2 separate regions of the Danio rerio genome follow, and region 1 is linked to region 2. The links are chromatin contacts, called in public Hi-C maps. All regions are on one chromosome and are shown on one strand. The core of a region is the stretch at or near the end of the contact, and the rest is flanking DNA. Distances in the headings are between cores, read along the strand shown.

What was found. A called contact is a pair of places that touch in the nucleus more often than the background predicts.
Region 1: a Hi-C map of embryo shows a contact between it and region 2, with 2.3 times the contacts expected there. The contact joins two enhancer-like sites. A contact is called at or near these places in 3 of 18 Hi-C or Micro-C datasets (caudal fin, embryo and an unstated tissue).

The regions. Positions count from the first base shown.
Region 1 is chr5:2,656,733-2,663,584 of GRCz12tu, reverse strand. mcc (MCC regulator of WNT signaling pathway) reads left to right here. Exons shown (of 19, transcript XM_073951783.1): 2 at 589-833; 3 at 2,835-3,076. It also overlaps a transcript of si:ch73-55i23.1 not described here. Among named protein-coding and RNA genes, the nearest start is that of mcc, 12 kb to the left of the region's middle. Within about 2 kb of position 5,359, at least 18 of the 62 cell types and tissues checked have an H3K27ac peak or open chromatin away from gene starts, as enhancers often do.
Region 2 is chr5:2,510,644-2,516,951 of GRCz12tu, reverse strand. mcc (MCC regulator of WNT signaling pathway) reads left to right here. Exons shown (of 19, transcript XM_073951783.1): 16 at 2,377-2,468; 17 at 3,094-3,216. It also overlaps a transcript of si:ch73-55i23.1 not described here. Among named protein-coding and RNA genes, the nearest start is that of ppp1cc, 48 kb to the right of the region's middle. Within about 2 kb of position 2,456, at least 3 of the 62 cell types and tissues checked have an H3K27ac peak or open chromatin away from gene starts, as enhancers often do.

The sequences.
Region 1 (6,852 bases), core at 4,110-6,609, 140 kb before region 2:
CTTTGCTTTTGTGTTATAATTATATTATCAGCGGATAAAAATGGTCTTAAAATGACAATATTGTCTTATTGCAGTCAATTCTAGCGTCACGGTGGTGCAGTGGGTAGCACAATCGCCTCTCAGCAAGAAGGTCGCTGGTTCAAGCCTCAGCTGGGCCAGTTGGTATTTCTGTGTGGAGTTTGCATGTTCTCCCCATGTTGGCGTGGGTTTCCTCTGGGTGCTCCGGTTTCCCACACAGTCCAAACACGTGCGGTATAGGGAAATTGGGAAGGCTAAATGTCCGTAGTGTATGAATGTTGCCCAGTGATGGGTTGCAGCTGGAAGGGCATCCGCTGTGTAAAACATATGCTGGGTAAGTTGGCGGTTCATTCCGCTGTGGTGACCCCTATATTAGTAAAGGGACTAAGCTAAAGGAATATGAATGTATGCAGTCAATTCTGAAGTAATATATTGCATAGTTTATAGAACGCTCATCGGTAATGTGAATTAAATATTGAACACTGCTATTGGATAAAGAAACTATACGCTTATGACTGATTTAGTGTGACTGTTATTTTGCTCTAAAGCGCAGTGGTTTTTCTCTCTCAGGAATGATCTGCTGATGGTCTGCCGGCAGCTGAATATGGAGGACTCTGTGGCGGAGATCATGGGTCAGCTAGGCGCAGATGAGCGAGGAAAGATCTCCTTCGAGGACTTCACTCGCTGCCGCATGCAGCTACTCACTGAGATCCAAAAGGAGGAAGGACAGCTTTCCCTGCGCTCCAGCGACTCGGACAAGCAGAAACTTCGGGAACGCATCGCCTCCTGGCCCACTAGCAGTGAGAATAGTTTAGGTATGTCTAAAACTGTGTAGGATGACATTACGTGACAGAATTAGTAGTCAGTAATATCTCTTAAATAACACGTTTATAGTAATGTAATCTGACTACTTTTATGCTAACTCTTGTTTGATGACACGTATATTGAAGCAGGTTAATCTTTTCAAAGTTTAGTTTTATTTTTTGTATTAATATATTTATTTTGTATTGTGTATTTTTATATGAACTACTACACCGGCCACTTTATTAGGTACACCTTACTAGTACCGGGTTGGACCACTTTTGCCTTCAGAACTGTCTTAATCCTTCATGGCGTAGATTCAACAAGCTACTGGAAATATTCCTCAGAGATTTTGCTCCATATTGTCATGACAGCATCACACAGTTGCTGCAGATTTGCCGGCTGCACATCCATGATGCCAATCTCCCGTTCCACCACATCCCAAAGCTGCTCTATTGGATTGAGCTCTGGTGACTGTGGAGGCCATTTGAGTACAGTGAACTCATCGTCATGTTCAAGAAACCAGTCTGAGATGATTGAGCTTTATGACATGCTGCGTTATCCTGCTGGAAGTAGCCATCAGAAGATGGAGACACTGTGCTCATAAAGGGATGGACATGGTCAGCAGCAATACTCAGGTAGGCTGTGGTATTAACGCTCAATTGGTACTAATGGACCCAAAGAAAATCTCCCCCACACCATTACACCACCACCACCAGCCTAAACCGCTGATACAAGGCAGGATAGATCCATGCTTTCATGTTGTTGAGGCCGAAATCTGACCCGACCATCTGAATGTGTCAGCAGAAATGGAGACTCATCAGAGCAGCAACGTTTCTCCAATCTTCTATTGTCCAGTTTTGGTGAGTCTGTGTGAATTGTAGCCTCAGTTTCCTGTTCTTAGCTGACAGGAGCGGCACCCGGTGTGGTCTTCTGCTGCTGTAGCCCATCCGCCTCAAGGTTGGACGTGTTGTGTGTTCAGAGATGCTCTTCTGCAGAGCTCGGTTGTATCGAGTGCTTATTTGAGTTACTGTTGCCTTTCTATCAGCTGGAACCAGTCTGGCCATTCTCCTCTGACCTCTGGCATCAACAAGGCATTTGCGCCCACAGAACTGCCGCTCCTTGGATATTTCCTCTTTGTCAAACCATTCTCTGTAAATCCTAGAGAGGGTTGTGCGTGAAAATCCCAGTAGATCAGCAGTTTCTGAAATACTCTGGCACCAACAACCATGTCACGGTTAAAGTCACTCAAATCCCCTTTCTTCCTCATTCTGATGCTCACTTTGAACTGCAGCAGATCGTCTTGACCATGTCTACATGCCTAAATGCATTGAGCTGCAGCCATGTGATTGGCTGATTAGAAATTTGTGTTAACAAGCAGTTAGATAACTGTACCTAATAAAGTGGCCAGTGAGTGTATTTTCCATTACTTTAATAAGACCAATACCATATCAAATAAATCCAACTTATCACAACAAATAGCAATGGAGCCATTTGACGCTGAATTAGGATTTATTTACACAGACAGTTGAGACTTTACCGGATGAAGGACCATATATGCTGTTTACTTTGATTACAATATAATTTTTAAGTCATAAACGTTCTGTGATAACATTCAGTAACACTCCAGGGCTTTACACAATGGGTTATTGCAGCTCAAATTTAGCATGAATACGTTTACATTGCAGAAGTCTTTCAGTCACGCAGTCTTAATTCAGTGCATGTTTATGTGTATAGTGCTTTTCACAACAATTAGCATGTTCTCCCTGTGTTGGTGTGGGTTTCCTCCGGGTGCTCCGGTTTCCCCCACAGTCCAAACACATGCGCTATAGGGGAACTGATCAACTAAATTATCCGTAGTGTATGAGTGTGTGTGAATGTGTAGCTAGAAGGGCATCCGCTGCGTAAAACATATGATGGAATTGTTGGCGGTTCATGCTACTGTGGCAAAAAGGACTAAGCCAAAGGAAAATGAACGAATTATGCTCATGTGTGTGTTATTTGTGTATTTGCAGGCGCTCGGGAGAGTTGGGAGTTTGATTCAGGAGCCCGGGATTTACAGAGCCCAGAGCTTCAGTCTCCAACACAAACACATCCTCATCTTCATCCTCACCTTCATCATCATCAGCAGAGCTCTCCTTTACTGCAGAAACTCCTGGAGCAGCCCAGTGTTCTGGAGCCTTCATCTGGGGTCCAGCAGCTCCTGTGTCAGCCTGCATTCAGCCGCAGCGGGGGCTACCTGGAGCTGGCCAACACTGTGAGTCAATACTGATGCTTTCACTTCTGACCTTGCTTGTGGGTTTGGCATTGTTACCATGAACTGCCGAGCGTATGGGAGTTTTGGTGCAGTGTGAGTTTGACAAATCTGTAAATGAGCAGTTTTCTGTGTTTTGTGGTTCCTGTTTTGATTTTAAAGTGACATACTTTTAATACAGTAATGTGGAGCTGGTGAATATTGTCAAGATTATTGAGAATCACAAACAAACTCATCAACAAAAATGATCTGAATTTATTTTACGGTCATTTAAACGGGTTTCTTCTGCCTTTGCTGTTCGTTATTTGGATTTTGGGTTGAAATGTGACCAGGGAATGTTTGTGCTTTTCTCTCTTAAATGTTAGATGCACTGATCTGAAGAGTTGCAGCAATAACAAATATGAAGCCACAATTGTGTGTTAGTCTGTAGATGGCGCTGTTTCCGTGCATCTGTCAGATTTTTACTGTGGTGTTTGCAGGCGTTCATGATTTACTAATCTCGCTTGTGTGCACCTTTTGTTATCTTTTTTGCCTGTTGAGATCTTCCAACTTCTGATTTTAAGGGTTGTGAGTGAAAGAGCCAAAATTTTGCAGTCACAACGTGCTGACACTTCAGTCAGTAGGATTAGTTGATGAATTATTTGCACTCCTGTATATTTTGCTCCCCAATTTCTGTTTAACGGAGAGTTTTTTTCAGCACATTTCTAATCATAATAGTTTAATAACTCATCTCTAATAACTGATTTATTTTCTCTTTGTCATGATGACAGTAAATAATATTAGACTAGATATTCTTCAAGACACTTCTATACAGCTTAAAGTGACATGTAAAGGCTTCACTAGGGTAGTTAGGGTAAAGTTAGGGTAATTAGGCAAGTCATTGTATAACAGTGGTTTGTTCTGCAGACAATCCAACACTAATATTGCTTAAAGGGAAATTAAATGTTGACCTTAAAATGGTTTTAAAAAATTAAGAACTGCTTTTATTTTTGCCAAAATAAAACAAATAAGACTTTCCCCAGAAGGAAAAATACTATAGGGAATACTGTGAAAATTTCCTGAATCTGTTCAACATCATTTGGGAAATATTATATAAAAAATATATTTAAAAAAAAAATCCCTAAAGCGTTTAGCATTATGTGTATATAAACATTGTTTTTATGATGTTTAACCATGGATATTGTCATTACTGTACATATATTTTCATATAATGCCCTTTAATTTGATTTTTGATTTGTTTTAAATTACAATTATTAATTATTAATTAAATCAGCAGCACTAATTTAGGGCAGTACAGCATATACTACCAAAATATTTCCTTCTTCCCAAAAAAGCTTGTTTATTTGTTTTTTTTAGCCAAAATGATATATGTTTTTTATTTTTTTGATTGTGGATGTGATTTTAACTTTTTAAAGTTAAACCTTTTTTTTTTTTTTAAATCATTTCATATTTAATATATAAGGCAATACAATTTCAATAATTTATCCATCCATATATCTATCCATCCATCGCTCCATACATCCATCCATCCTTCTGTCCGTCTGTCTGTTCATCTGTCTGTCCGTCTGTCTGTCTATCTATCTATCCATTTGTCTATCTATCTATCTATCTATCTATCTATCTATCTATCTATCTATCTATCTATCTATCTATCTATCTATCTATCTATCTATCTATCTATCTATCTATCTATCTATCTATCTCTCTATCTCTCTATCTATCTATCTATCTATCTATCTATCTATCTATCTATCTATCTATCATCTCGTTCTTCTGTCCATCCATCCATCCATCCATCCATCCATTCATCCATCTATCATCTCGTTCTTCTGTCCGTCCGTCCATCCATCCATCCTTCCATTTATCAATCTGTCGATCAATCTATCTAACTCTTCGGTGAAATATGAGCTTTACATGATCCTGATATTTATTATTTTTTATGTTTCATATGAATTTTTTTATTGTAGAATTTTGTTAACTAATTATTTTTTATTAAATGTTATTATTTTTTAGATTCCCTTTTAATTGCACTTTTTTTTTGATATAGATATCATTGTTCTTGTGATAAATATGTATGTCAAATAGTAATATACACATTACAGTTTCCATTGAGGCAGAATGAGTTTGTGAGCTTCATCTCTTATCAGTAAAGCACCAATATTCATTACAATGATTGCACAAGATGCAGTCTGCAACAGATTTTCTAAAGGTGTGTGTGTGTGCGTGTATATGTGTGTGTAAGACATATGGCCTCTATTAGTATCAGAGTGACGTCAGCGCGTGTGTGTGTGAGCGTTTATAGTGATGCAGGAATGTGTTTGGTGTCATGTGATGTTTTAACAGCTCTGTTCTCCCGATGTAAGACTGCTATCCAGCAGATCCGGTTACCGCAGTAAAGCACCATCGTTAGAGAAGACATTAGTGAGCATGGGTCCAAACGCTGTTCTTCTTTGTGCTTTAGCAGTTTTTCTTTCTTGATATTGGCTTTAAGAAGAACATTTTAGTCATCTTCAGCTGCATTTGAGCAATTACATGCAATTGTCAACCTTATGTTTTCACCAAAATATTTAAACTCTAAGGTTTCTTGTGTAGGCTTGGGTTTTACTGTGGTCCTCAACATAACGCGCTTCACCTTTTGTGCGCCTTGCAGTTTTGCAAAATTTTTTTTGCAGGGCTCAACAGCGTGACCATTTCGCTTGCATTTTCGACTAAAAATAGACGTGTGCGAACTAGAAAATTTATTTAGTCGCACATGTGCGATCTTTCTTTTTTAATAAGCTTGATTGATGACTTAATTCACTCGGCCACGGTAAAACAACATGCTCTTTACACTAAGTGTGACTGTAGCACATGCTGACGTGATCAACATCAGCACCCCTCTACTGGTTTATTTACTTCAAGCCAAGCGGTCTTTGCATTGTTTTGTATACGCTGCTACGCAACGCATGGCACCGAATGGCAATAGTATCAGGATGCAGCCTTTGATGCAAGCTGAGATTGCATCGCTCAGAGATGCAATGTCAGACACAATGAATGCACTCAATGGAGCTAGTGACATCACTGTGATGGGTAGGGTTAGAGGTGGGGCTAGGCAAGCACATTAAAAAGCATTAGATGCAGCTCAGCCAGACCCCTCTCCCGAATGGCGGCAGAGCCACACAACCTGCGAGCCTCATAGAAAAAGTCGACTATTCGGCCATGGATGGCATATCGTGGCACATTTAGTGCCACTAGACATTTTTGGGTTGTTATAGTATTGTTAAGGTGAGCTCTTTAACTTCAGGCTTGCGTTGTTGTGGTTTAAGTGGTGTTTTGTTGAGCTCGGCAGGTTTTTTTTGCTGTAGTTTACAGATTTCGTCATTAAACAGCATATGTGGGTTTTATTGAGCAGTTAAAGATCCTGTGCGTGTGTGTGTGTGTGTGTGTGTGTGTGTGTGTTATGTCCATCTGTTTTTCACACTAATTAAATTCCATAGAAACTAATTGTGGGACTGAAGGAAGCAAGTGTGTTTTGTAAACAAGTTGTTTGGAAAACAGCAAATTTTTCTGAAAGTTTTCGATTATTAACATTAGTTATGGTGTGAACAAACAATGAGCAATGCTTAGGCCTAGATAAAGTTATTTTCTGTTTTTATTTGTTAAAGGGTCACGAAACACCAGAACACATGTGTTGAGCTGTTGACAGTCATACATGTGTCCCACACTGCTAAAAACACTATTAGGACACCTATATTTCACTAAAAAGTGTAAATTGGTTGTTTTTGCGTACTTCCGGTTTG
Region 2 (6,308 bases), core at 1,207-3,706:
ATATCTTCCGTCATTGACGGATTTTTTTCAGCAGTGATGGAAAAATCGAAAGGTGATCCGTCATTTTGACAGATTATGCTGAGGGTGATCTATTGTAATTTGTTGATAACTGTAAGTCCCACTCCTGTCCAGCTGATGGCGATTGCCCTTATTAATTAACAATTGTCTTGTTTTGTCGGTAGCAAGGAGGTCAGGTGTTTTGGAGTGCGTTTGTGAGCACTACGAAACGCAGAGGGGTGCAGCTGCGCCCCTAGTGCAGAAAGAGCGCGTGATATTCCCGTCAAACGAGTGCTTGCAGGATCGGTTAATCCCACATTCAGAGAATCCTGCAAACTTCTTATCACTTCCGCTAAAGTGGCGCTAGTAATTCCCCAGTGTGGCAGCAGAACGCGGCTTCAGCCTCCAGAACAAATTTAAAACTGTCACAAGACAGTTCCGAGGCAAAGACACAGAATTTAATGACAACTGCCTCTGCATCGGTGATATGTTTGATGATGCACAGGCCAGCACCCAGTTAAGGTCGACGCGGACCAGGAGGAAGATATGAGTTAAGACAGATAGTTCTCCAGAACATCGTCTGAATAGTTACATTTTTAAGTTGTGTTCTTATTTTAGTCTATAGTTATATTTTGTTGTTTATATCTGCCTGTGTTCAGGCACAATTGGTCGTGTTTTAATTCCCTCCGCTGTCAGTGCAAAAAAAAAACATTTAATTGTTGAGCAATATATTAGTTAGAGTTATTGTTCATTTGCCAAACAAGTAAATTAATAATTTAGCCTATATGCTCGTCGCGCAAGTTCATAAATAAAATATGAATGAAAAAAGCGATTAAAAAAATATGCAAATCAAATGACGGGCAGTAATAGGTTATGACGGAATTTTTACTTCTGTTAAAATGACAGACAATGGGAAAGTCTAACGCGACCTCTGATATATATGTATATATTTGAAAGTAGAAGTTTACATACACTAAAAAAACGGAACATAATCTTTTTTTTTAAATGTCTGATGGTAAAACATTCTAAACGTTTACTACTTTAAGTCTGTTAGGATTACCTAAATGATTGACATTTGCTAAATGCCAGAATAATGAGAGAATGTTTTCGAGAATTTTTTATTAATTTATAGACAGTCAGAAGTTTACACACATTTCCTTGGTATTTTTTAGCTTTTCTTTTAAACTAATTTTGGTCAAATGTTTCAGGTCTCCTTCCACAAGCTTCTCACAATAGTTTGCAGGAGTTTTGGCCCATTCCTCCTGACAGAATTGCTGTAACTGAGTCAGCTTTGTCGGCTGTCTTGATCGCACAAGCTTTTTCAACTCTGCCCACACATTCTCTATAGGATTGAGATCAGGGCTTTGTGATGGCCACTCCAAAACATTCACTCTGTTGTCCGTAAAGCACATGTGAACTAATGTGGCAGTATGCTTAGGGTCATGGTCTGTTTGGAAGACCCATTTGTGGCCCAGTTGTAATGTCCTGGCTGATGTCTTGAGATGTTGCTTCAGTATTTCTACATAATGTTCTTTCTTCATGATGCCATCTATGCTGTGAAGTGGACCAGTCCCTCCTGCAGCAAAACAGCCCCACAACATGATGCTGCCCCCCCTTACTGCACAGTTGGGATGGTGTTCCTCGGCTTGTGCGCTTTCCCCTTTGTCCTCCAATTGTAACACTGCTCATTATGGCCAAACAGTTCAATCTTAGCTCCATCAGAGCACAGGACATGTCTCCAAACATTAGACTTTTCCCAGTGTAATTGAGCAAATTGTAATCTGGCTTTGTTGTTGATTCAGGCATGTTGATTTTCACATGTCACAAAAGGAAGCAGTGTGTTTGAGCTTTTCCTTTAACACTATTCTACAGTTGTGCCTCCAATTAACTCAAATGTTGTCAATTAGCCAATCAGAAACTTCCAAAACCTTGACATCATCATCTAAGCTTTTTCAGAGGCAGAATTATCTTACTGTGTGTAAACTTGACATTAGAAAAGTTATGACAATTTCTTAAACAATATATCTCTCATATTCTGCTATTAAGCAGAACAGAAAGACATGTGATCATCTTAACTTACCTAAAAGAGAAAAAGTTTAGTCACATTAACAGCTGACTTTTTATACAGTGTATGTAAACTTCTGCTTTCAACTGTGTATGTATGTATGTATGTATGTATGTATGTATGTATGTATACTTAACTACACACTCTAGAGACATCAAATATGCATTTGACATCTTGTAAGAAGTCCGCAGTGCTCAGTAAATACCTCGCTTACTGTACACAGGGAAACAAGAAACATACCTTACACACGGTAAAACACTTCATAGTAGTTGTTTTATTTATTTATTTGTGTGTGTGTGTGTGTGTGTGTGCAGGACTGTGGAGACTCTCCATCCGTCAGTGTGTGTGATCTGAGGAATCTCAGTGATGGTGATCTGGCAGCAGAACTCACAGGCGCCCTCAGGAGGTCAGAACACGCACTACAGCATGAAACACACCACTACAGCACAGCTTTCAGATGTATACACACAGCTGACGTCAGACTTATCAGCCCTCCTGAATGTTTTTTTTATCCCCAATTCCTGTTTAACAGACAGAAAAAAAAATTTCAGCACTTTTCTAATCGTAATAGTTTTAATAACTCATCTCTAATAGCTGATTTCTTTTATCTTTGTCATGATGACAGTAAATAATATTAGACTAGATATTCTTCAAGACACTTCTATACAGCTTAAAGTGACATTGAAAGGCTTCACAAGGTTATTTAGGGTAAAGTTAGGGTAATTAGGCAAGTCACTGTATAACAGTGGTTTGTTCTGGAGACAATCCAAAACTAATATTGCTGAAGGGGCGAATAATATTGACCTTAAAATGGGTTTAAAACAATTAAAAACTGCTTTTATTCTAGCCGAAATAAAACAAATAAGACTTTCTCCAGAAGAAAAAATATTAGAGGAAATACTGTGAACAACTCCTGAATCTGTTCAACATCATTTGTGAAACATTTGAAGAAAAAAAGCAAGAAATCACAGGAGGATGATGAATTAAGACCTAAACTGTACATGCATATGTGTATGTGTGTGTGTGTGCAGAGAGAAGAAGCTGAAGGCTCGTGTTCAGGAGCTGGTCTCTGCGCTGGAGAGATTGACCAAGAGCAGTGAAGTCCGGCATCAGCAGTCAGCAGAGTTCGTTAATGACCTCAAACGAGCAAACAGGTGCAAAAACACACACACACACACACACACACACACACACACACACACACTACATCCTTATCATCATCAACATCATCACTAAGCCTGAGTGGCGCCTCCTGCTGGACACACAGCACTACAACATACAAACACTTGAGCTGTGAAGAAAGAACATCAGCTTTAGGCATTTAAATATTTAGTTGCTAAAGAATCTTCATTCATTTTCTTGTTGGCTTAGTCCCTTTATTAATCCGGGGTCGCCACAGCGGAATGAACTGCCAACTTAATAAGTTTTTATGCAGCTTTTGCCCTTCCAGCCGCAACCCATCTCTGGGAATCATACACACACACATACTCATACACTACGGACAATTTAGCATACCCAATTCACCTGTACCACATGTGTTTGGACTGTGGGGGAAACCGGAGCACCCAGAGGAAACCCACGCGAATGCAGGGAGAACATGCAAACTCAGAAACGCCAACTGAGCCGAGGATCGACTAAAGAATCTTCATTGTTATTCATGATTGTATATAGCAACTGTTCGACCGTATTCTTCAATGTGCGCTCGTTTTTGCGATTATTTTAGAACTTCCAAATCAGTTGCGTATATGAAATGACCAGGAATAATAAACGTCACAGAATGGTCAAACTACTCGCTCTACAAACAAGTGTTTACATGACAAAGCAGAATATTATAATAAGAAAATATTAGCTTGGTATAGAATCACCACAACAGATCAATTACTGTAGCTGTTCATTCAAGTCTTAAGGTGGGCAACAGTACGGTGTTTTCATTGTCACGTTTTGCACTTCAAAATGCGCCACACATTCTCTATTGGAGACAGGTCAGGACTGCAGGCAGGCCAGTCCAGTACCTGTATCCTCTTCCTCTGCAGCAGGACTCTGTAATGTGAGCAGAATGTAGTTTATCATTGTCTTATTGAAATATACATGGACGTCTCTGGAAGAAAAGGTAACTTATTGTGCTCCAGAATCTCTGTGCATTTCAGCATTAATAGTGCCCTCACTGAAGTGCAGGTTGCCTTGCCAAGGGCACTGACACAACCCCATACACTGTCAGACCCTGGCTTTTGGACTTGTTGCTGGTAACAGTCTAGATTATCCTTTTCTTCCTTTGGTCCAGAGCACACATTGTCTATTTCTCCCAAAAACACCTGAAATACTGATTCATCTGAGCACACCACACATTTCCAATGCGAGATGGTCCATCCCAGATGCCTGCGAGTCCAGAGAAGTTGACAGCGCTTCTGGACACTGTTAGCATAGGGCTTCCTTTTAACACAGTACAGTTTTCACTGGCATTTGTGGATGTAACTACATACTTGACAAAGGTTTGCTGCTGTAGTCCTGAGTCCATGTGGTGACACTGGCTAATAGATAAATGAAGATTGTTGATGCAGCGCCCCCTGAAGGATCAGAGACTGTTCAGCTGAGGCTTGCGCTCTTGTCCTTTGCGCACTGAAACTCCTCCAGATTCCTTGAATCTTTTAATGATGTTCTGCACTGTTGAAGCTGAAATATCCGAATGTCTTCCTCTCTCTGTGTTTGAACATTTCAATCATTTGTTGGCAAACTGGCGATCCTCGGCTCATCTTTGCTCCTAAAGGACTAGACCTTTCTTGGATGCTGCTTTTGTTCCAAATCATAATCACAATCACCTGCTGACATCACCTGTGTCACATCACACCATTACTTCACCAGTTTACCTGATCACTGCAATAAACTGCTCCTGTCACAACTGTTTTGACTGATAGGAAAGGATGGATATTAGTATTATAAGTGAAATGAAGTTAACCAGACAAAACATCAAAGAGTCTGAGTCTATATCGTCTAAAATGAAATGAACTTTATTTTTTTATTTGTGTTTTCCATAGTGTCAAAGCTTTTTTCTGATTTGGGCTATATATATATATATATATATATATATATATATGTGTGTGTGTGTGTGTATATATTAGTGCTGTCAATCGATTAAAAAAATTAAATAATTAATCGCACCTTTTTTTTAAAATTAACCACGATTAATCGCATTTAAAATGCTGAAACTTGTAATTTTGGCTACTCAAATGTAAAATTAATGTAAACGCAAGACAAAAACTATTTAAATTCAAAATTTAATTGTTTAATAGAATTTGTGTTTAACTTGTAACACAGATTACTTCATGCAAACAACATACCCACAATAAACCATCAAGATCCTGCTTGACAGCCATATTTATTACAGAAATTAAAACACAGGCATGTTAATGACATTTAAATTTCAAAACAATCAATGCCAATAAAAAAACATTGATCTCCATGTTGGATTCTGAGTGGACTGCAAAAAATGCCAAAATACAGGAATTGCAGATCTGGAAAATGAAAAATTATAATAATAAACTATAGAATAAAAACTGTTGCACTCATTGTAAAGTTTTATTGCTGTGAGTTGAGAACATTAATTATAGAGTAGAAACAATTTAGCTTAATCCTCCTTTACATTCATCCAGTTGCTAAGACTAGGAGTATCCCGCAAGTGCACAGAGACTCCTAAATGCCCACAAATGAATGATCATTTCTCGCAAACCGGTCGTTAAATACATTGCACATCCCTCTCGCCCCTACTCAGATACGTCGCTCACTCCACCCCTGACACCCCTCAAAGGGCCTGACACAGACACACACACACACACACACACACACACACACACACACACGCGCGTGCTGCAGACGTTTTGGCCCCAATGGCCTTCCATACTGGAGCGACTCCCCTCAGATTCAACACGCATGATCGCGTTCATCAAATTTGCTTAAACTAAGCGTCCTAAAGTATTACTGTATTTCACAAGGATTCTGACACAACAACGCGAAGCATACACTTTCATTGCGTTTAATGAGGAAACACGCTAAACTTGGAGGGCTCATGCTGAAAGGCAGAGTAATGCCCTGTCTTTGACAGCTCGCGACTTCACCAGACGTTCTGAGTACCAGGGCCGGAGTGGGACTCTTTTTCAGCCCTGGAGTTTCAAGCCTCAGACCGGCCCACCTCAGTTCACGACTGACTATATTAAAATAAGGTTATTTCCAATTCAGTTTCTAATAACACTAT